Linked DNA regions of Mus musculus: all the other regions are linked to region 2. Evidence: chromatin contacts called from public Hi-C data. All regions are on one chromosome and are shown on one strand. The core of a region is the stretch at or near the end of the contact, and the rest is flanking DNA. Distances in the headings are between cores, read along the strand shown. Region 1 overlaps D5Ertd579e (DNA segment, Chr 5, ERATO Doi 579, expressed). Region 2 overlaps D5Ertd579e (DNA segment, Chr 5, ERATO Doi 579, expressed). Region 3 has its middle 3.2 kb from the start of Gm33114.

Region 1 (4,063 bases), core at 1,225-3,724, 74 kb before region 2:
TTGCTCTTGCAGAGGACCTGAGATCAATTCCCTACACCCATACGGTTGGGTGCTCACAACCTCTGTAACTCCAGTTCTAGGAGAGTCAACATCCTCTTCTTATCTCCATAGACCCTAGACCTGCATGTGGTTTAGAGACATATATGCAAGACATAAATCTAAAGAAAAAATAAAAAGGGTGTGGTAGTATACCCTTTTAATCTCGGTGCTTGGGAGAAGAGGGTGGTGAATCCCTGGTTCTTATTATCAGCCAGTCTAGGTTAGTGAGCCAGGCCAGTGAGATACAAGAATTTTTTAAAAAGGTGGATACCATGTGCGGCGTAACAGCACCCAGGTTCTCCTGGCCTCCACACTCATGCATACATACCCTACCTACTGTCCATATGAATGCACACCACTTTGTGAAATAAATGTTCATGTGTTGATAAGACTGAAGTTCACTGCATTTCAAGTAAGGGAAATAACCTTCCTATTTTAACTAAGTAGGTTTTATGATCCCTGAATGTTAAGTGACAAGGGAGAGTGTCTACTGGACATGGAATTTGAGGGGGAACTATCTTTCTCTCTCTCTTTCTTTCTTTCCTTCTCCCTCTCCCTCCCTCTCCATATATGTGTGTGCGTGCATACATACATACATACATACATACATACATACATACATATATACACGTATACATATACGCACTTATATATATAATGTGGTGGTGGTGTTTTAGGATAAGGTCTTACTCACATAACAGCGAGTTGGCCTAGAACTTGACATCCCTCTACAACTTGGGGAATATAGAGGTTACAGATATATACCCCTAAACTTGGCTCTTTGATCTTATTTAGTTATTTTAGAAGCTATTTAATTTTTTAGAAAACAATTTTGAAAAAAATTATTGCACATTTGTTTGTGTGCATGCATGCATGTGTGCATGTGCCTGTGTGCCACAGCGTGCATGTGGAGGTCAGAAACAGCTTGCAGGAGTTTCCATGTGGGTTCAGGGATGGGGTTGAGGTTTCCAGGCTTATGTGACAAGTGCCTTTACCCACTAAGCCATCTCACTGGCCTCTAAAGGTAATTAATGAAGTGGTGGTGCACACTTTTAGTCCTAGTACTGGGGAGACAGAGGTAGGTGGATATCTGAGTTGGAAGCCAGCCTGGTCTACAAAGTGAGTTTCAGGATAGCCTGGGCTATGCAGAGGAATTAAACAAAGATAGCTAATGAAGCAGATGTAACTGTAACTGCATCTCTAGCTATCTTTATTTCCTTAAGGGGATCCACATTTTGTGCTGGAATACTTTTTTTTTTTTAAGAATTATTTAATTACTTTATGAGTACACTGTAGCTATCTTCAGACACCCCAAAAGAGGGCATTGGATGCTATTACAGATGGTTGTGAGCCATCATGTGGTTGCTGGGAATTGAGCTCAGGACCTCTGGAAGAGCAGTCAGTGCTCTTAACCACTGAGTCATCTCTCCAGTCCTCTATGGTGCAATGCCTTTTCTTCTGTCTAAAAGACTTCATATTTCCTATAGGGCAGGTTTGTTGGGAATAGTTCAATTTTCATGTGTCTGAGAAATCTATTTCATCTTGGCTTTGAAAGACAGTTTTATAAGTATGGAGTACTAGGTTGACAAGGTCCTTGGTGTTTCAAATCTTACCTGATCATCTGCTCACTTACACTGATTTCAACAAGAGCTGGATGCTATCCTTACCTTTGCTACTATACTTAATGTCTCTGCCTCACCCTGGCTGCTTTAGAATTTTTTTTTAAAAGATTTATTTATTTATTATATGTAAGTACACTGTAGCTGTCTTCAGACACTCCAGAAGAGGGCATCAGATCTTGTTACAGATGGTTGTGAGCCACCATGTGGTTGCTGGGATTTGAACTCCGGACCTTCAGAAGAGCAGTCGGGTGCTCTTACCCACTGAGCCATCTCTCCAGCCCCGCTTTAGAATTTTTATGTTGGTTAGAGGCTTGAGGTTTTCTGTGCTGTGCCATTTTCTTCATTCATGTGCTTGGAGTCTTTGACTATCTTGCTCATTTAGTTTCTATCAGTTTTGAAAAAGTGATAATTAAAGTACAGATATCAGCTTTTAGTATATTTAAGTGAATTTATTTTTCTCATTCTTGTCTCCTATTTTGAATAGTTGTCAGACACTGTAAATTCTAATTTCCCAGGTCCTGGTGTTTTTGAATTCCTATAAATATCTTTGAGTTTTGTTCTGAAACCACAGTAAAGTTAACTGAAAACAGTTTGGTTCTTTGGAGTCTTGTAAGATTTGTTTGGGGACAGACATGGTTACTGAGATCAGGTTAGAGAGATGGAGGCTGGAGATTCAAGGCCAGGCCTTTATGATCTACATGAGATGCTGTTTCAAGACATTAGCACCACCACCAAAAAAAGAACCAGCAGAAGATTTGTTAGGCTGGACCAAACCAGTATTTACACAATAGCTAATTCTTGCCAAATACAAAAACCAGACTTCTAGAGTTGTGAGGTTCCTGGCTTGGCTGCAGGTGCAGCTTGCTGCTGTTGGGGATCAGGTACTGATTCATCTTTCCCAGGGATTCATCCTTGCTGTGGGGGTCTCTGTGACCACCAGACCCTGCAGAGTAACGATCTGCATGAGGCAAGAAGGGAATCTGACTCAGCATGACTCATTAGCTGGTGTTGATTCAAACTTAGACAGTTTAATACTAGACAGTTTATATTAGACATATTTAAGTACAGTACAATTTGGAAAAAAGTTTTATAGTGTAATACATCCCCTATGCACAAAGAGGCATAATTACATTGAAAGTTTTTTCAAAGTATATTTCTTCTATGAAGATGGGTTCTAGATATAGCCTACCTGTGTTATCTTAAGGGGTCCGGGGAGGATCTGGTGTGGTCTAGGTCATACAGACAGCATACAGGTTATTTAGACCATCAACCACCTCTGGTCCTGTTTGTGGGAGCTTAGGTGAGCCAGGCAAATCCTGGCCCTACAGATAGCACAGGGGTTTGCCAAGGCCAGTGTTTCTCAACCTGTAGCTTACAGTATCCTACATATCAGACATTTACATTATGATTCATAACAGTAGCAAAATTGAAATTGTGAAGTAGCAAGAAAAATAACTTTATGGTTGGGGTTACTACACCACGAGGAACTGTATTAAAGAGTCACAACATTGGAAGGGTGAGAACCATTGACTCTAGGCAGTTAGACACCCCCCCACCATTTCTTGTCTTTTGGGCAGAAAACAGGTTATACATTTTTTTTCCTTTCACAAAACAGCCCTGAGTGTTTAACATTCCTGGTTTCTTTAGTGCTTATCTGTGAGCACAAGGACCTTTGTGCTCCCAACACTGTGCCTTAGTTCTGTTCATGCTCAAACTTGTCGGTCCTCTGCTGTACTCCCCAGGAGAGCTCACTGCAAGTCTCTGATGGTGGTGCCTGCCTTTCTCTAGGTCTCCTGTGAGTTCAAGCTGCCTGAATTCTCTCGCTCCCTCTTCACCTGTTCCAAGGCTCCTCAGTCTGGCTGGTTTTCACTAAGTAACTTGTCAGCTTGATTCAAGTGGCTATTGTTAATCGGTCTGTCTAATATCTTCCTGAGAACCAAACATTTATTAAATCATTTATGGAAAATGTTTTAATTTTGAGAGACAGCTGGGAAATATCACCTGGTGAAAAGTAGAAAATTTTTGCTTTAATTTAACTACCTTTCAAAGTTTAATAAAGGCAGTATATTAGTGAGGATTTTTTTAAGTAGCAAAATAGTAAAACATTTTATTCTAGTTATACAATGGATTTAGAATTGTCTTCTATATATTTAATGTGTATAAATTTTACTGACACCTAGAGAACTCAGGCATTTGTAGAGAGGGTCTTCCTTTCACTCATGATGCTGCTCTGAGTTATATGTAGTGGCTGAATTCCACGAGCACACTGGCCTGATCAGTGTTGCTTTCCCTGTTTGCATTTCCTAGTGGGCTACATAGCTAGACTCTGCATTAAGCAAAACAAAACAAACAAAAAACAACCCAAACCCAAAAGATAAAGAACAGTTTTTTACTCAATAAAC
Region 2 (3,729 bases), core at 513-3,012:
AACATGTCCAAGCCCACATGTAAGGCCTCCCCATAGCCTTCCTCCCTCAGGGTCTCTCTTTACCTGTCTCTTCCTCTCACCTCTGCCCAGTGTCTGCCAGCCTGTTATTGTATCTCACCTCCACTTTCCATCCATTTCTTTATTCCACACCATCTTTTCCACTGCTACTCCTCAACAGCAGCCACAGCTTTTCTTGTCCTTGCGTCTGCTTGTCCTTGACAATTAGTGCCATTCTGCAAGACAGTGACCTAAAAACACCCCTGTGCACACTCATTCTTGGCACACTCATCTATTTGCAGAGTACAAAATGGAGGTATGTGGAGATGGAGCATAGGGCTGCGTACCCCAACAGTCTGGCTGTGGGATCCGTGCTCCCATGGCTGTGCACTTGGAAGGTTCCCTCCATGCCCGGAAGCCTTGTGTGCTTTGCTCTCACATAGCTTTTCTGTGTGTCCACCTTGAGCTCAGAAACAGGGACTGTGATGGGGTGATGCTAATGGTGGATATTGTGATGCACTGGGAAATAGTGTTAGTTGCTGTAACTGATGAAAGGGCTACCATTGCCGTCGAGTATTTTGGGGCTCCAGATGCCAGCCTTCCTATAAACACAAGAAGATGCTCTATACCACACTTGATGATCCTGGCACTGCTGTGCAGAGCACCAGCCGTTGCTCAGGAGTGCCACCTTCTGGAGCGCTCTGCCCCTGTTCAGAGTGCCCCTTAACCAGTATCCTCATGTCTATAGTATGAAGCTTTGTCCTTTGGTTTGTTTGTCTGCTGGAACTGTGAGCCCCTGTGCATTACCATGTCTGTTTACTTAGGGGAGCCTGGGCAACGCTTCATGGGCTACCCTGAACCAGGTATTCAAAGACTTGCTGAGAGTTAAGGAGTCCCATTGTCCTACCCTAGTGTGGCACATAGATTCTTGTGGCTAGATGTGCAGAATTAGGATTGGACCCTTCAAGGGCAAAGAAGAGATGCCTCTGAAACAGTGCGACTTCACGTTTTTATAGATTTCTATAGGAGATATCAGTGATTGCTACTTCATCTGTCTATGAATAGGATCAGCCTTTGGGGGGATTGTCTGATTTTTGGTGTATTGAAAATTGTTTCTTGAATTGTAGGTGTCTTCTGTTTATGAAGCAAGATGCACAGGAGAGAGAGGTTCTGAGACAAAACCAAATGGCCTCCACAGGAAGATGTGTTCCAGTGCCAGCTCTGACACGGGCGACACAGGCTCCGAAGCCGGCGGAGAGTGGGTGGGCCCCAGCAGAGAGGAGCTCTTCTCCCGAACACATCTCTGACCCTGCAGAGTAGTACCAGTCATTGAAAATGGCTGTGATGGGCAATTGCCTTGTGTGAGGCCTGTTAGTCTAAAGCAGCAACTTAGGTTTCTTCTTCAATTAACTGATCCACATCAGTGATTACCTTTCTCTTCTTGCTTATTTTAGCGTTGAGGACGGCTGTCCTGTTGAAGATTTGTTTCCAAGCTGTTAAGTTCTTGCTCTCTGAAGTAGACTAGACTGTGCTGTCCATGAGGAATGGGTGTGCATGTGCTTGTCCTAGTGCGTCCCGCTTCTGCATCGCAGCTGCAGGCCTCCCTCTGGCGGCTGTGTCGCCATCACCTTGTCAGCACCGTGGCGACAACCGCCACCGTCCAGAGACTCTAGCTCTGTTCTCTGAGCCAGGAGATCAGTCCTCCCCTGCAGTGGGTCAGGGCCTTGCTGAAGGAGGAGGGAAGCATGGTGACTCATCTGCAGGCTCATTCAGAAGATCTCATGGACATTGCTGTAGGAACACAAGGGTGTGCTTTAGAGACTTACAGAATACTGTGCTTTCTCTTAGGATTCCCCTAAAGTACCATGGAAGTTACTGTGGCTTGTGACTTTCTTGCTAGCTGAAGAAGCCAAGGATTTGAGGCCTGGGTTAGATGGGTGAGTTCTGCTACTGCAGTGTGTCCATAGCAGGCATAGTGGGGTTCTCTGAGCTGCCTCTCCAGTGCATAGTTGAGGACCTTACTTGTAAATTGTTATCTGGTGACGACACTGAACTTAATTCTCCAAGTGAACTTCAAAACATTGGACATGCAGTGAGGCCACCTCTTACCCCAAAGAAATCTTTGGCTGCTGCAGCTAGCTGCTCTCGTGGCTGTGATGTAGTGTAGCTTGTATCTCATTTTGTGTTTGAGAGAATGCTCTGGGCAAGTTCTGCTTGTGGGCTGGGGTTGGTAGAGGAACTTCCCACACACTTCCCTGTGTGATTGCTGTTCTGATTATCGACTCGTGGGACTTGGTGCAGCAGGCAGGCAGCAGGCCTCACACAGTTGCATCTAAGCGTGCTGATCACCTCGGATCTCTCTCGCAGCACTGCCACAGGTGCTAGTAGGGCCAATTGTGTAAAACCTAAACATCCAAAATGATTTTTCTCTTTTAACTAACTTGTTGTTTTTAAAAACACCTTGTCTGTGACATGAGCTCAGCATGTCCAGAACATCAGGAGTAGCGGAGAGGTCTTAAGTAGTTGAACTGGCCTCACCAGCAAGTGGGACGGCACTGGGCATGCGTGTGGCTTCTTAGCTGGGAGTGGAGCTGCCCCTCGGGCCTTGCTGGTAGTACTTGAGTTTGTTGCCTGTTTCTCAGGAACACAGGAAACACCGTGGAGCCTGTGCAGGCACTGTCGTTCTGGCTTGCTGGCTGGGGCCTCTTGCCATCTTAGGGTCTGTTTCATACAGCACATCCTGACACTGACAGTGGTGCGTGTGCGTGTGTGCATGTAGAAGGGTTCATGTTGCTCTTATTTATTTACAGGTATCAGATACATTTTATGTATTTTTTTCTTCTGGAGCTTCCTAAAATCTGATTAACATCTGCACTGAAATATAACCTATCATCAAAGGCAAAAAGGATTGGAAGTTGTAAATTCCTAAAATCAATGCCATCAAGATTACCCTAGAAATTGTTGCTATGACCAAATGGATTTCATACTCAGCCATGAGCTTGGGTGACCTGGACAGCCAATGTTTATCAGGAAAAGGCTCCAGGTGGCAAAGAAGCCTCCCTCCTCAGCTGTGGTTGTGGGGAGAGGCCCCCCACAGGGGATACGGTGGGTCATCAAAGGCAAAGGGATGACTAGATTCTGTATTTGGTTTCTTTTGTAGTAAGTGGCTGAAGCTCAGAGGCTTTGGTACAGAATTAAAGTGTGGTTTTAGTTTCTTGAATGGATGATCACAAAAAAAGCATTAAAAAAAGTTGGCAAACGCTGAAGCGCACTGTGGTATGAAGCGCGTTGCACATCCGTAGCACTGAAGTATCAGCTCCGTTCCTGGGCTGATTTTCCCCCCGTGGTTGTATTGTTCTGATTTCACGTACACCAGAGTAACTGATTTTTTTTTTGTTTTGTTTTGTTTTCTTGTGGAGTTAACACCAAATAAAAATTTCAAAAAATGTTTGTTGTTTTTATTTATCATAGCAATCTTTTAAAGTGAATAAGCAGCCTCTTCTGAACTGAGAAGAACAAGAGAGAGCCCGGTCCTTGCCTGAGGACAGTCAGCCTCCCAGAGCTGGGAGAGCAAGCAGGTCCTGTCCCTCCCTGATAGACAAGTCTTCTTCGTTGTGTTTTATTCTGGGAGGGGAAAAAGTCTCCATGTTAATGTGAATAGAGTCCATTGTACACAGAAGTCAGCAGGATGGCTCAATGGGAAAGGTGCTCACTGAATGGAGCTTGATCCCC
Region 3 (4,134 bases), core at 1,081-3,580, 120 kb before region 2:
ACTGCCCTCTAAGGCAAGCAATGGCCGTTCAGGGGGAGCTCAGCTGCACCCCTACATACCACAAAAGGCCATCCCAGCTGGTCTATATTGATATGTACACTCCTGCATAGAGGGACAGAATAAGGCTGAGGGTCTCCCCTGAGCATCTGCTGTTTCCTGTCACATGGCAGGTAGCCTCGGGTGGGAGCGTGTATATAGAGGCCAGGGATGACTAGAACAAAGGCCCCATCTACACAGCCATGTGGAATCTGTCATGTTAGTTGAATAACACATTTCAGGTGCAGCAGGTTGAGGGAGGGGTGCCCACACCCCTGTAAGTAACCCCAAGAAGGCTCTGTCAGGAAGCCTGATCCAGTCATCGGTTCCCTAGAGTGAACTTTGGCAGCACCATGCCTTCGTTTGTTGCTGGAACCTTGGAGGAGGGGGTAGACATTGCTTTACGCTTCCCCCAGGGAATCTGAGAACCATGGGGTCACTTTCAGTAAAGGCAGATGGTAGCACAGGACTCTGTGACTCAAGATGCTTGCAAGATCGAAGGAATTGGTCCAATCAGGGTGTCCCAAAGCCACCCCTAAAATGAGGATAACCAACTGGCACCTGCCACTCTGGAAGTTACAGCCTGTCCCAAGATGGGCTTTTGGCAGCTGGCTCTCCCCAGCTGCTCAGCAGAGAGGCCCAAGAAGCTCTGATTTTATTTTAGCAGCAGGTATCTATCAGGTGGGCTGTGGAGGGGTATGACTTATCTTCTCCTCTCGGGAGTTATGCCAGGAAGGAGGAAATGGGTGCAGAGGGGTCAGGAAACTTGTCCAAGATGGCACAGAGAATACACGGCAGACCCAGGTTAGAGCACTGGCCATCTGGTGTGAGAGTCAACTCTCCCACCGTGCACAGATGGCTCCTTCGCAAGGAGCTCTCTGCATGTCCTTGAAGATTCATTCCCATTGGAAACCAGAACCAGAACACGGAGGGCTACATGGGGAAAGAGCTCAGGCCAAACCGCCCACTGGCTGCACTTCCTCAGATGAGTCGCTTCAGCTCTCATCTCAGAAATCTCCTCCTAGTACAGGGATAGCAGCAGTGAGTGTCCCCTGGGTGTTTTCTAATGCTATACGTGAGGCCCTTTATACCTGAGGGAAGCAGGCAAGAAGAGGGAAGGCAATTCCTGCCTCACAGGGAGCTGGTGAGGACCACCCAGACAAGGGCATAGAAACACCCATCACAGGGCAGCCAGGGCCTGCACACTCCTGGGCTGCTGCTGGCTCCTGGGACCACTCCCCTGGGCACTGCTGGTTGTACCTGAAGGATGATGGAGACTTGAGGGTGACAGAGCTCTGGGTAGAAGGCAGAGCATAAGCAAATAGTTGGGGGAGCAGGTAAATGGCACCAGGAGAACTTGGGGCCCAGGCTCTCTGTGGACTCTGTGCTGACTCTAGATCGGGTATGTTCTACTTTCTCTTCATGGCTCTGAGGGGTGCTGGAGTGGAGTGGGGGTGATACAGGGCTGTGCTGGGAGGTCCTAAGGGGAAAGGCTATTGCATAGCAGGTAGTTTTAGTGTGAGTTCCTGAGCTCTTGGCTGGCATGGGGTTCAGGTTCACCTGCCAGCTGGATCCAAGGCAGAGGGCATGAGGGAGGAAGTTGGACTTCCTGTGTGAATATATAAAAGGCTCTTGTTCATCTGAGGAGCAACGAAGAAGTGAGTTATGATGTGAGATGCCTAGAATCCTAGTGCTTGAGGGGCAGAGGCAGGGGGATTGCAGCAAATTTGAGGCCAGCCTGGTCTGCATGCAGGCCAGTTAGGGCTACACAGTGAAACCTTGTCTCAAAAACAAACAAACAAACAAACAAACAAACAAACAACACACACACACACACACACACACACACACACACACACACACAAAACAAAAAAAGCAAACAACCAAAACAAACCAAACAAATGAACAAACAGTCCAAAAACCCAAAACCAAAACCAACCTACCAAACAAAAAAACCCAAAACCCCAAAACAAAAAAGAACCACCAAAGAAGGATAAACATGCAAAAGCTAAAACTATACCCCAATTATATTGTAGTCTTCCTGCAAGGCAAAGGTGCCCTGCCACCCTGCTGGTGCAGCCCACTGGGTGGGTCTGCCACATGAGCTGGTTAAAGTCCAGCTTTTCTGAAATTCACCTTCAGCACTTTCATTCCCCTCCTGACTGTTATGCTTTCTGTTTCTGATTGGTCACTGTGAAAACAAATCAATGACTGAAAATGAAGCAGAGATCGAGCCCTGGGGAAAAGGAAAATGAAAGTCCTCTGGGTTACCGCCCAGGGTGAAGTCTGCATTCGTCCAGTCAAGGGCGTACACCAGGGGCATGTGAGACGTGAACTGGAGCTGGCCCGACTTTAAGTTCTCCTCTATAGATAATTCCTTAGCTGACCTTTTTCCGGCCTCTGAAACTGATCACGTGAGGCCCACGCCAGCTACTGGAGGGACTGAGGATGGACAGAAAACACCACCATTGAGTGAAAACAAAACATTCAGGACAGTATGCAGTAAGTGCTCAATAAGTGCTATAGTGTGCAGTTGACACTCATTGGAAACAAGGATGAGAACCACGCGTTCGACAAGGACTTTATGTGTGTAAGCATCGGGTGGCTGGTCTGGGGAACTTTTACTCTACCAGAAGCCACTGAGAGAGGCCACGGGTCAGCGTACTGTTCCCATAGCAGGAGTGAATGAAAAGGCAGAGAAGACCCACCGAGTGGGACCTCGGGCAGCCATGGAAGGAAGCAGAGTGCAGGCACCTGCTACAAAGCCTGTTGGCCTTCCAAACAGGTTCAGTGAGAAAAGCCAGTCACCCGAAGCCGAACAGTGCACTGCGTGACTCCCACTGGAACCCAGCAGTTGCCAGGGATACAACAGACAGGAAGATGGGGAGTGGCCAGTGGTAGAGATGGAGTTGTAGTTAGGGTACGGGCTTAGTTACGGAGTGCTTGCCGGGCATGTGTGAGGCCCTGGGTCTCGTCCCCAGCACTTGAAAAGTATAAATAAACAGAGAAAGAGAGAGAGAGAGAGAGAGAGAGAGAGAGAGAGAGAGAGAGAGAGAGAGGAAGAAGAAGAAGGAGGAGGAGGAGGAGGAGGAGGAAGGAAGGAAGGAAGGAAGGAAGGAAGGAAGGAAGGAAGGAAGGAAGGAAGGAAGGAAGGAAGGAAGGGGGGTGAGGTCTTGGAGAGCAGGACATATAGAACTACACAGAGGTGACAGTTATGCAGTGCTTGCTGTAGGTGGATAAATGCCACAGAACTGACACTTTAAATAGCTAAATATCTGTGGTGTGAATTTTACCTCAATTTAAACAATGATAGCAAATGAGTTTCAATACATACCCCAGGCTAGTATAGAACTCACAGTGATCTTCCTACCCCCCTCTCTCTCCTTTTACAATTTATTTATTAAACTACTATGCTTTATGTTATGTTACGGAGTGTCTCTTTCTATTTATTTATTTATTTACTTACTTACTTATTTACTTTTTTATTAGATATTTTCTTTTTTTAAGATTTATTTATTATTATATCTAAGTATACTGTTGCTATCTTCAGACACACCAAAAGAGGGCGTCAGATCTCATTACAGGTGATTGTGAGCCACCATGTGGTTGCTGGGATTTGAACTCAGGACCTTCAGAAGATCAGTCAGTGTACTTAACCGCTGAGCCATCTCTCCAGCCCCGATATTTTCTTTATATACATTTCAAATGCTATCCCGAAAGTTCCCTATACCCTCCCTCTGCCCTACTCTCCTACCCACCCACTCCTGCTTCTTGGCTCTGGCATTCCCCTGTACTGGGGCATATAAAGTTCGTAATACCAAGAGGCTTCTCTTCCCAGTGATGGCCAACTAGGCCATCTTCTGCTACATATGCAGCTAGAGATTCGAGCTCTGGGGGTACTGGTTAGTTCATATTGTTGTTCCACTTATAGGGTTGCAGACCCCTTCAGCTCCTTGGGTGCTTTCTCTAGCTTCTCCATTGGGGGCCCTGTGTTCCATCTTATAGGTGACTGTGAGCATCCACTTCTGTATTTGCCAGGCACTGGCATAGCCTCATATGAGACAGCTATAACAGGGTCCCTTCAGCAAAATCTTTCTG

Evidence for each region. Hi-C and Micro-C count contacts between places; a contact is called where the count stands out from the background.
Region 1: a Hi-C map of bone marrow-derived macrophages shows a contact between it and region 2, with 35 read pairs. The contact joins two enhancer-like sites. A contact is called at or near these places in 17 of 39 promoter capture datasets (the 3T3-L1 cell line, 3T3-L1-derived adipocytes, the C10 cell line and 12 more), 4 of 15 datasets of contacts at CTCF or cohesin (CD8 T cells, the NIH/3T3 cell line, large pre-B cells and 1 more), 8 of 484 Hi-C or Micro-C datasets (the HPC-7 cell line, bone marrow-derived macrophages, female germline stem cells and 4 more), 1 of 115 datasets of contacts at active chromatin or transcription factors (the HPC-7 cell line) and 3 of 9 other capture datasets (adipose tissue, liver and pancreatic islet).
Region 3: a Hi-C map of bone marrow-derived macrophages shows a contact between it and region 2, with 42 read pairs. The contact joins two enhancer-like sites. A contact is called at or near these places in 15 of 39 promoter capture datasets (the C10 cell line, the HPC-7 cell line, cranial neural crest and 10 more), 5 of 15 datasets of contacts at CTCF or cohesin (CD8 T cells, the NIH/3T3 cell line, large pre-B cells and 1 more), 77 of 484 Hi-C or Micro-C datasets (the 4T1 cell line, the 63-12 cell line, B cells and 49 more), 27 of 115 datasets of contacts at active chromatin or transcription factors (CD8 T cells, the HPC-7 cell line, the NIH/3T3 cell line and 16 more) and 7 of 9 other capture datasets (adipose tissue, bone marrow-derived macrophages, embryonic stem cells and 4 more).

What each region holds. Positions count from the first base shown.
Region 1 is chr5:36,674,167-36,678,229 of GRCm38.p6, reverse strand. The region is part of intron 1 of D5Ertd579e (DNA segment, Chr 5, ERATO Doi 579, expressed); the gene reads left to right. Among named protein-coding and RNA genes, the nearest start is that of Gm24878, 9.7 kb to the right of the region's middle. Within about 2 kb of position 2,474, at least 46 of the 459 cell types and tissues checked have an H3K27ac peak or open chromatin away from gene starts, as enhancers often do. A contact at or near this core is called in bone marrow-derived macrophages, where this site is marked.
Region 2 is chr5:36,600,199-36,603,927 of GRCm38.p6, reverse strand. D5Ertd579e (DNA segment, Chr 5, ERATO Doi 579, expressed) reads left to right here. Exons shown (of 9, transcript NM_001081232.3): 9 at 1,125-3,443. The coding sequence ends at 1,304. Among named protein-coding and RNA genes, the nearest start is that of Tbc1d14, 20 kb to the right of the region's middle. Within about 2 kb of position 1,762, at least 20 of the 459 cell types and tissues checked have an H3K27ac peak or open chromatin away from gene starts, as enhancers often do. A contact at or near this core is called in bone marrow-derived macrophages and regulatory T cells, where this site is marked.
Region 3 is chr5:36,724,742-36,728,875 of GRCm38.p6, reverse strand. No RefSeq gene overlaps it. Among named protein-coding and RNA genes, the nearest start is that of Gm33114, 3.2 kb to the left of the region's middle. Within about 2 kb of position 2,330, at least 96 of the 459 cell types and tissues checked have an H3K27ac peak or open chromatin away from gene starts, as enhancers often do. A contact at or near this core is called in bone marrow-derived macrophages and regulatory T cells, where this site is marked.